3 separate regions of the Zea mays genome follow, and regions 1 and 2 are each linked to region 3. The links are chromatin contacts, called in public Hi-C maps. All regions are on one chromosome and are shown on one strand. Each heading gives the region's core, a stretch centred on a gene start, on an enhancer-like site or on the middle of the called end of the contact. The rest is flanking DNA. Distances are from core to core; before and after follow the strand shown.

Evidence for each region. A called contact is a pair of places that touch in the nucleus more often than the background predicts.
Region 1: a contact with region 3 is called in a Hi-C map of ear, with 2.3 times the contacts expected there. The contact joins the promoter of LOC103630843 here to the promoter of LOC103628975 in region 3. A contact is called at or near these places in 9 of 25 Hi-C or Micro-C datasets (bundle sheath, ear, leaf and 4 more) and 1 of 3 datasets of contacts at active chromatin or transcription factors (leaf).
Region 2: a contact with region 3 is called in a Hi-C map of leaf, with 3 times the contacts expected there. The contact joins the promoter of LOC100283708 here to the promoter of LOC103628975 in region 3. A contact is called at or near these places in 4 of 25 Hi-C or Micro-C datasets (ear, leaf and tassel).

What each region holds. Positions count from the first base shown.
Region 1 is chr6:9,430,254-9,433,441 of Zm-B73-REFERENCE-NAM-5.0, forward strand. LOC103630843 (expansin-A6) reads right to left here and starts at 1,484. Exons shown (of 2, transcript XM_008651895.3): 1 at 1,273-1,484; 2 at 104-1,151. The coding sequence starts at 1,450. The coding sequence ends at 496.
Region 2 is chr6:9,729,691-9,733,123 of Zm-B73-REFERENCE-NAM-5.0, forward strand. It overlaps LOC100283708 (CID11), which reads right to left and starts at 2,090. Exons shown (of 10, transcript NM_001156607.2): 1 at 1,157-2,090; 2 at 916-1,050. The coding sequence starts at 1,480.
Region 3 is chr6:9,584,220-9,587,583 of Zm-B73-REFERENCE-NAM-5.0, forward strand. It overlaps LOC103628975 (NAC domain-containing protein 43), which reads left to right and starts at 1,955. Exons shown (of 3, transcript XM_008650171.1): 1 at 1,955-2,507; 2 at 2,882-3,195. The coding sequence starts at 2,336.

The sequences.
Region 1 (3,188 bases), core at 234-2,733, 150 kb before region 3:
TGCATGTATATTGTTCGGTCCTTTTTTTTGTACATCGTTCTTTTTTTATGATTGCACGGAGAAGATGGAGCGATGGAGTAGCCATGGAGTAGTAGTCGGAATAATTGGACGGTTGATGATTGCACGCAACTACATACGTACTACACCGAGCAAGAAAGCCTATCTCTGCTGCTCATCATCCATCGATCGAGATCACAGGTCGGTCACACGCTTGCGTATCAATTTGGCGAATAATCGGGCCGTCATTTACGCCGCTCGATCGTCGGACAGATCCTTTCGCGATTTGTCAGCGCCTGTGAGCTCTGAACGTACCGAAACAACAACAATGGCAATGGCATGCATGGTCGAAGGAACTCAGCAGTTAGCAACGGCATGCATGGAGACATGGAGTTATGGGGCAGTAGCTGTAGCGCGCGGCGCGTACGTGTGCGACCTCCATGCATAACCTGGGATGCTGTGTATTCTTCCCGGCCGGCCGGTTCTGCCAGAAACGAATCAGAACTGGCCCTTGCCCTCGAAGCTCTGGCCGAAGGCCCAGCCGGGAGGGACGGCGCCATCGATTACGAGGGCGCGGCCGTCGCCGGCGACGACGCGGAACGACAGGCCCTGGCCGACGCTCCAGCTGCCGTCCCCGGTCGTCCACACCTGGCCCCAGCTGCGGGCCATGTCGGCCCAGTAGTACTGCCCCTGCCGCGCGCCGCCGCTGTCGTCGTCGTCCCGGCGGGCGGCGACGGCCCTGACTTCCCCGGCCCCCGCGACGTTGAACACCAGCACGGCCACCCACCACCGGTTGCCCCGCATCTCGAACCGCACGCCGCCGCGCCGGCCGCCGCACGCCACGCGGCGGTACCGCACGGGCACGATGCCCACGCGGAAGTCGGTGACCAGGCGCAGGAACATGGGCTTGGACAGGTCGAAGTGCCGCTGCGGCGGGTTGCACCAGTTCCCGCTCGGCTTGGAGTAGTTGGCGGGGCACAGGTTGGTCGCCGTCACCGTCACCGCCGATCCCGAAGCGCAGTACGCGCTGCCCTGGCAACGCACCTCGTAGCAGCCGCCGCAGGACCAGCCCTCGTTGAAGAGCGCCACGCTCAGCGCCGTCGTCTCCAGCCCGTACCCCTGCTGGAACAGGTCGCCGTAGCCGCACGCGCCCTCTGCATGCGTGCATGCATGCATGCAATATGCCAGCTGGACGTGATGAGATGAGGCGTGACCAGCAACAGAGATGGGAAGAGAGATTGCATATTTGTATAAATGCAGCAGATGGAGCCTTACGCATGGTCTCTGCTCCGGTTTCGTCGCCGTAGAACGTGGCGTGCGCGTCCTGCCACTGCTGCCAGTCGTCGCCGCCCGACGACAGCGCCGGAAGAAGCAGCAGCAGCAGCAGCGCCGCCACCGCCGCCGCAAAGCTAGACGGCGGCGGCGACGACGACGACGACGCACTAGTGTCCATGTGAGCCACTGACGTAACAAGCTAGTTTATTAGGTTCTGGACTGGTGGGTGTGTAGCGTGCAGCCGCGCGTGTGCTATATATGCATGGTTGGGATTGGGATTACCAGAGCGACGAGGCAGCAGCTATCTATGTATCTTTAGAGAGAGATAGAGAGAGAGGGAGAGAGCATGCGAGCTGCAGCCAATGGCGGTCGTCCTTTTACTAGGAAAAAAAATTGGACTCTGTGTTAACGACGAAATATACTGCAATTAATAAGTAGCAAGATTTTCGAATTCGCTAATTGCCAAACCGGCCGGGGGAAGATTTGGCATTAATGGCTGTCTATAATTAAATTTCAGTTTGGAAAGTATTTGTTGCTGGAGATTTCTATGGGCAACAGTATATTATTCTTCAATAATGGTGCCTATACGCATATGCAGGTCATAAAAAGTTTACGGATGTAAAAAGTTTCATAGTGTTATAGACGTTATGCTATTTCTTTGTTTATTTTATACAAACCAGGGATTGAAGGCTTTAAGAGACATACTTTAAAAGTTTACGGATCCGGATAACGCAACCCGACGAGTTTAATAATGTCCCGTATGTGCATGGTCAGATATATACAACACAGTTGTTATTCTATTTTGTAGTTGCAGATATTTGTAATTTTAGAAAAAAAATGTGTCTCATACTTTATGAGTATTGTTTTTTTGTAATAACATATATTATTCTGATGAGAACTAACGTGGTGCCTATGGTTAGCAGTGGTAAGATACATGGAAGTCAAGCACCAGACCAGACGTGTTCCGACGCCACTGTCTCATGCTAAAAAAAACAAAAGAAACCGAAACGATAAACAGAAGCAAGAGGCCCAGTACGATAAAGTATGGCCCTCGAAGCGAAGCCGAAGCCACTTTTACATCCACTGTCATAAGAATCGGATAGCCCAAGCACAAGAGAATAAAATGTTATGGGCCGAAGAGTAACAGCTAGATGGGCCAATTCATAAATGGAAGCCCAGTGAGGCAGATAAACCCTGGGAAGGCGGGAAACCCAACAAATCATCTGACGAACTAAAACCAGCGAAACAAACACGGACACGGTTGCTTCTGCAGCTGTGCAACTCATACGCATAGTAAAAACAATCCCCAATAAAAACACCATTTCAGTGAATCATGAAAATTGAATTTCTACATGTCACACCCGGGCTTTAACGAACAAAGCCGGGTGCATCTCATACATGCGTCAAGAAGACAAAACATATATAATAACAGAGTGTATAGAGATAAATGTCACAATAACATCAGCGTATTTATTACATAGCGGAAGTCTTATTACAAAATAAAAGATAAAATCTAAAACGAACTAAGGATCATCCTTCGCGCAAGTCAACTGGGAATCACCACCTAGATCAGATCAAACTCCTCGCTTTGTGGCTCCTCCTGAACCACCTGTTCTTCTCCTGTGGGGGTGTGAGACAGCAAGTGTGAGCTCACATATGATCATAGCTCAACAAGTTGTGGGGAACTAGTGGCATGAACTCACCTAAGGTGGGAGTTCGTGTGATGTGTAAGGCTAATCAATAACAGGGGTTAAAGCTGAACATTGCTTTTAAGTAGTTGGTCAAAATTTTATTAGCAGTTACTAAATGTAAGTAAATGCCAAACCTTAATAAAAGTAATAGAACAAAATTAATATATAATCTCATACAATGCAAACGATAAATTGAATTTAAGTTTCATAAATTAATTATGCGAA
Region 2 (3,433 bases), core at 840-3,339, 150 kb after region 3:
AACCAAACATGGTCCCCTAGGTATTTCACAGAATAGAACATGTTCCTTGCACTCAGAAATATATGGAATTCTGAGATAAATGAAGGAATTCAGAAAGCAGAGGCACCTAGTATTTCTAGCAGTGCCTACAACATGGTCTACAACAGTGCACTACACAGAAGGAACCACAAAACAGTTCTCTTGAAGGTCACACTTCCTAGTAAGGAACCCTTGCTCCGTAGGTGATCAGACAGTCCATAAACATCTTTGATGAAACCAGCAACATGATATTATAGATCCTACCCCAACATAAGATGCCATGACACAAAACACACGAACAAAAGGAGAGATGCCACACTGCAGCGGACAGAAGCACATGGCAGGTGAACCCAAGAAAGATGAACCACATCACCAGAGAAGAACAATACTAAAGGCTCGCTGCAGCACAGGCAGCCAAGCACACAAAAGGCAAAACAGAACAGAGCACACAGCTTTCCAGATTCCGCACGGAACAAATAGCCAAGCAGCAGCAAGATAAACTAGCACAAAGTGGCATCAAAATCTACCAAAGCAGCGGCCAAAAAGGATGGCTCATACTCGGGGGGCGGCAACGCCCATGCCTCTAGTACTGCCTACTGCGTGCGTGGTGGCGTATGCCACACCCCAACCTGTGCTCCCCGAGCCATCACGCTCATGACAAAACATCATCCGCTCTCGTGATCTCATCCTGTTGCCCAGGAGCACGCACGGACAGAACCCGGAATTAATCGTCACGGCTAGTGCGACGAGAAAGAAAATAACAAATTGGCATCAGAGATCGGTCAATCGATCGGTATCGGTAGGTAGGCTGCTAGCGGGAGAGGGAAAATTCCCAACTGGCTCGACTAGACTAGACACGACACGACACGGGGGGGGAGGAGGAAATGGATCGGGGACCTGGTGATCGATGTCGGAGACGTAGACGGTGCGGCGGATGATCTCGTCGCGCTGCGCCATGCTGGTGCGGCTGTTGGTCCGCCTCCTGGCGGGGTGACCGTGGCCGCTGAACCCTCCTCCGGCTCCGCCCTTCTTCTGCAGCGGAGCGGATCATCAGCTGGGAGACATCGGAAACGGAACCGACGCGAGCAGGACCGCAGGGGGGAGGGGGGCAGGCCAAAATCTGAAGGAGCGTCCGTACCCTGCCTCGTGCGGCGTGGGCGTCCGCGACGGCCGGGAAGCCGACGACGCCGCCGTGGCCCGGCGAGGCGACCGCGAAGCCGGCGCCGGCCGGGTAGAAGCCGTAGGCGGCGGGGGAGAGCGGCGCGGGCGTGAGGGCGGCGGGGGAGGCGAGGGACGGCGGGACGAACTCCTCGGCCATGGGGTTGAGCTTGGAGAGCAGGTCCTCCAGATCCCGCATCTCGCGCTCCCCGGCGTCGGCGCCAGCGCCCGCGCCCGCGCCCGGTGCCTCCTCCTGGAGCGGCGGCGCGGCGTGGTCGGCGGCGGCGGCCTCGACGACGGCCATCGGAGTCGGCCGGCCCGGGAGGAGGAGGAGAGTGGAGCGGGGCGGAGGTGAGGGGTCGGAGGGTTCTGGAAGGCCTTCTGTGGCGGGGTCGGACGCGACGAGGCGGGCGAATATATTGAGGCAGGAAGCAGCGGAGGTGGATCGGCGCAGGGGTGGCCGCAGCAGACCAGCCGGGAGTGGGGAAGGGGATGCTGCAGACTGCAGGGGTGGGTGGTGGGTCGTCGCGGGGATGGATGATGATGGTACCTACGCCGCTACGCGCGCATCGGCGGGTTGGTGGCGCGCCTGCGACAGCAGCAGCGGCAGAGCAGTCAGCAGAGCGGGGGGGCAGAGCCGACCGGAGCAGAGCTGCAGCAGGGGCCAGCCGGCAAGGGGAGGGGGGAGATGCGCGCCTGCGCTGCGCTGCGCTGCGCCTCTCTCTCCTCTTCTTCGGTCTCTCTCCCAGACAGGAAGAGCAGGCTCGCCCACCCTCCCGTTTGCCTTTTTTGGGCGCTGCCCCCTCCGGTACGGTGGCGATGCACTGGTGCCTGCTGCTTTTTTTTTCTTTCTCTCTCTCTCTCTCTCTCTCTCTCCCAGTCCCGTGGTGCGCCTGTTCCCTTCTGCTGCTTCGCCGGCCGCCCCCGGCGCCCTGCTGGCTCTTTAGCCAAAAGCCCCTCTCCTCCATGTCGCACAACGCCTTCCGAAAAAAAAAAAAAGTGGTGCGGTGTGGTGTATCAGAAAACGCAGCGCAGCGGGGCGTCCGTTGCGAAAACGAGATACCACAAGGGTCTTTGCACGAAATAAAAAGACGACGAGGAAGGTTGTTGCGTTCTGCTTCGGCCAAGTCTAGTAGTCTGACGGGCTCCATTCCTTTCTATCCATCGGCACAGTTTGTTGGCTGGTTGGCCTGGCCTGGCCCGCACGCCTTCATCCCGGCGGCCCAAAAGCCAGATGACGCTCTCCCGCGTCGTGTTCCCCGGACCCAAAGGATCGCCGAGGCAGTGGCAGGTTTCTGCTTTCGGTTGCTGCGCTGAACCCTGCCTACGAATACAGAAGAGCAAGTAGTAGTGCTGAAATAGCAGAAAGAACGGCTTTATCTTCGTACATCTATATGCCTGGCAGCTAAATGTAAACGTAATGGCCTTCCTCTGAGGATCAATCATGGAATATATTGTCAATCCAACAAAGGTTATAGGCTTATAGCTTGGTAGGTCCCATCGGTGGTTCAAATCCAAGATCGCATACAGAAGTCACGAAGGAGGTGTTTGGTTCTCCTCGCTCAAGTTTAGCTTATGTCACATTCCATGTTTACTGTCATTCTGTGTATTGGAAGATGATGGTTGTCTCACATAGTCTCTGAAAGAGGTCAACCAAACTTTGGTATGAGCTCAGGACGGACACAAGCGATGGGTTATGGCCACACCTCAGCTTTATAACCTCTTATACCTAAATTAAAATAAACAGGAACTAAATCTAACGAAAAGCATGTTTTGATCTAACTTTTTCTCCACACTCCACTGCTCAGTTCACTCCCACTTGACTCGTTTGATTCCATCCACTAGCACTAGCTCACTCGCGGCTTACTCACTCCTTCAATCATCGAGTGGTCGTTTAGTGAGTGACCTAACCCGCCCACTGCAAGCACCACCTTGTCTCCTTGTCAACTCGTCGTCTTATCAGGGTCCCACACGTAGCACTACTACTTTGCTTCCTAGTATGTGCCTGCGGGCAGTTATGCTGTCGATGGAATCCTTCCTTAGCAATGTCAATGTGGCATTGAGAGCACCTAGAGGAGGGTGAATAGGTGATCCTGTAAAAATCAAAAACTAATAGCTACAAAACTTGATTATGAAAGTTAGAACGGTTAAGTAGCTTGAAGTTAGTTCTTGTGAACACAGATAATCAAATAGAAAGCACACAAGAGACACGTGATTTTTATCCCGTGGTTCGGCCAAGTAGTACTTGCCTACTTTC
Region 3 (3,364 bases), core at 705-3,204:
AGGAACTAGGGACTAAATCAATTTAGTCTCTGTTTTAGTCTTACTGTTTAGCAATTTAGTAACTAAATGTGACTAAAATGGATGGACTAATTTTTAGTCGTATGCCTTGGAGAGGATTATATTTTGCATGCACGCATGCGGTCTTTGCCCTTCTCCTTCTGGATGGCTACCTAGATAGCCGTGACATGACGGTTCCTGGGTCTGGGTCGCATCGCATGCATCACCCTAGCTAGCTACTAGTATAGCTAGTACAAAGTGCTTGCATGCAAGTAGCTAGCAGCTAGCTAGTAGGCCGCCGGGAGTATCTGTATATATAGCAAGTAAGGCCCCGTTTCAATCTCACGGGATAAACTTTAGCTTCATGCTAAACTTTAGCTATATGAATTGAAGTGCTAAAGTTTAGTTTCAATTACCACCATTAGCTCTCCTGTTTAGATTACAAATGGCTAAAAGTAGCTAAAAAAAGCTGCTAAAGTTTATCTCGCGAGATTGAAACAGGGCCTAAGTATGGATGGAATGGAACGGATACGACAAAGCTAGCTCGCTGTTGATGAGCGCTGGATCGGAGCTAAGCTAACGCTCTGGTTGGATATACTTACTTGTTGGATGTATTCGCCGAAATGGGAAACCTGCCAAGTGCTTGGATTGTGCAGGCACGGTGGCACGTGCAGTGGGCATCTTACTGTATTGGATCATGTTAGATGCATGCATGCCTGCCATGTTGCGAGCTGATTGTTCACAGGCATTCGACGGCGAACACCTAGAATTCAGTCATACACCATATGAACTTCGACAAAATGACACCAGCGGCCACGGTAGCAAGCTAGCAAAGCAACATAGGAACCAATTATATATATTTGACGAGTTCTAATGGCGGATGATGTCGATTTTGTGATCCAAATTCTGAAGAAGACGGCTAAATTGACGAGCGAAGCGGAGGCTCCCCCGTCTTCGGGAGGCTTATCTTTTTTTTCCTAATAAGATTTTATTATATTATTACTTTGTGTGTGCATGCATGTGCACTGTATATATATGTCATTTGTACTTTGATGCGAGTGACACCAACAGCTGGTCCATCCATATGGGAGAAGAAGAAGAAGCTAGTGCCACACATATGCATTGATCAGCTCTGTACCAGGCTAGCTAGCTGCTTCTTATGTATGCAGGCAGATAGTAGCCAGGGGTAGTAATTATAATTATTATATGAAGCAGCCAGAGAAGAGGACACAAATAAAATAATAGAGACGAGATGGGATGGATATATATATATATATATATATATATAAAGAACACGAATATTAGACCACCATCCTCAAAAGATTCCAAGGCTAGGCGTGTCAATATCTATAGTTAAGTTGTGTGTGTGTGTATATATATAAATTCTACTAATTCCTTATATATACACAGACATATGTATATGATACTATGTACGTAGGTACGTGTATATATATGGGTACGTCCGTACGAGAGCAATATAACGCATGGAGCAAGAGAAATGGAAAACCGTTGGCTTTGTCCTCTCCCTTTCTCTCTCTTAATTTCTACTGCTCGTAGTACGTACTAGCAAGGATGCAGTGCAGCACCTTTCCTCTGTCTCTCTCTCTCTCTCTCTCTCTCTCTCCTGCGTCTCTCTCAGGAGTGGGTGGCAAAACTAACCCCCACTGCTACTAGCAGCTAGGAGCTCTGCAGCAGGGCTAGCTAGCCTGCAGTGCACTGACCGACGACTCTTATCTACTAGAAGATGTGGTCGTACCAGTATTGTATTGTGTAGAGAGAGAGAGAAAGAGCTAGCAGCCAGCAGCAGCAGCAGATACGTACAGGTACAACAAGCAGAGCTATCTAGGTAGGTAGCAACAGAGAGAGAGAGAGAGTGAAGCAGGCAGAGGCAGCAGCATGGAAATGGAATGGTGGCCATATGATTCATGGATGATGGGTGCATGGTGGACGCGATCGAATCGAACGCGATCCCCTCCCCCCTCACCCCCTAATTTCACTCGGATCCATGCCTGTGTGTGCTAGCTGCCGTCGTCGGCCTTGCCTCGCAAAAGTACCCCCAACCCCCCACTATATATAAGTGCAGCGCCTTTCCTCCCCTGCCACCACCAGCTTCCCTCCTAGCTCTTCTCTTTCCTCATCATCGTCTTCCTCCCCTCACATCCTCTGGCCTCTGGTCCTCCACCGTCCTGCTAGCCAGAGCTGCTCTTGTACGCGCAGCTGGCCTCTGTGCATATCACCAGCACACCGCGCAGGGGAAGGAAATTAACAAGAGAAAAGGCAAGGAGAGCAGGCAGGCAAGGAAGCTGCAGAAGCCAAGGAAGGAGAAGGAGGATCATCAATGAGCATCTCGGTGAACGGGCAGTCGTGCGTGCCGCCGGGGTTCCGCTTCCACCCCACGGAGGAGGAGCTGCTCAACTACTACCTCCGCAAGAAGGTGGCCTCCCAGGAGATCGACCTCGACGTCATCCGCGACGTCGACCTCAACAAGCTCGAGCCATGGGACATCCAAGGTACGTACGTACGCACGGCCGGTCCGGTCCGATCCGGTACCACTGCCTTCTTCAACTTCAAGTTCAAGCACGCGCGCGCGCAGTAGCAGAGCAGCTCGTGGTCGTGGATCAGATCGGATCGGAGCTGGTGCACGACCATGAGAGCACGGACATGAACATGAACAGACCTTGTTGTGAATGCAACTGCCTTAGCTAGCTACCAAGCAAGTACTCTCGTTCGTACAGCAGCATGTATAGCTTATGTTCGTTGATCGACAAAACTAGCTAGCAAACAATCAAACGCGATCGAATTCATCGCGCGCTAACTACTGGCTAACAACTGCTACTACTACTAAAGCCGCTAGCTCCATTCCATGCATGGAAATCGCGCGCAGAGAAATGCAAGATCGGGTCGGGTCCCCAGAACGACTGGTACTTCTTCAGCCACAAGGACAAGAAGTACCCGACGGGGACGCGCACCAACCGCGCCACGGCCGCCGGGTTCTGGAAGGCCACCGGCCGCGACAAGGCCATCTACAACGCCGTCAAGCGCATCGGCATGCGCAAGACGCTCGTCTTCTACAAGGGCCGCGCGCCGCACGGCCAGAAGTCCGACTGGATCATGCACGAGTACCGCCTCGACGACCCCGCTGCTGCTGCTGCTGCTGGATCCGGTGATGCCGTGGCCAACGACGACGCAGCCGCCACGGTAAGCAAAGCAACGACCCTGATCGCCGTTAATCTCTTCTCTGCACCACCAGTTCACGTACGCCACCATTAATAATTGCCTGCCGTAAGATAAGAAACAATTATATGGCGGTGGTGGTGCAATCATGCGAGTACGGCGACCCGCCTTGATTTGATCCAGCTCCAGGCTC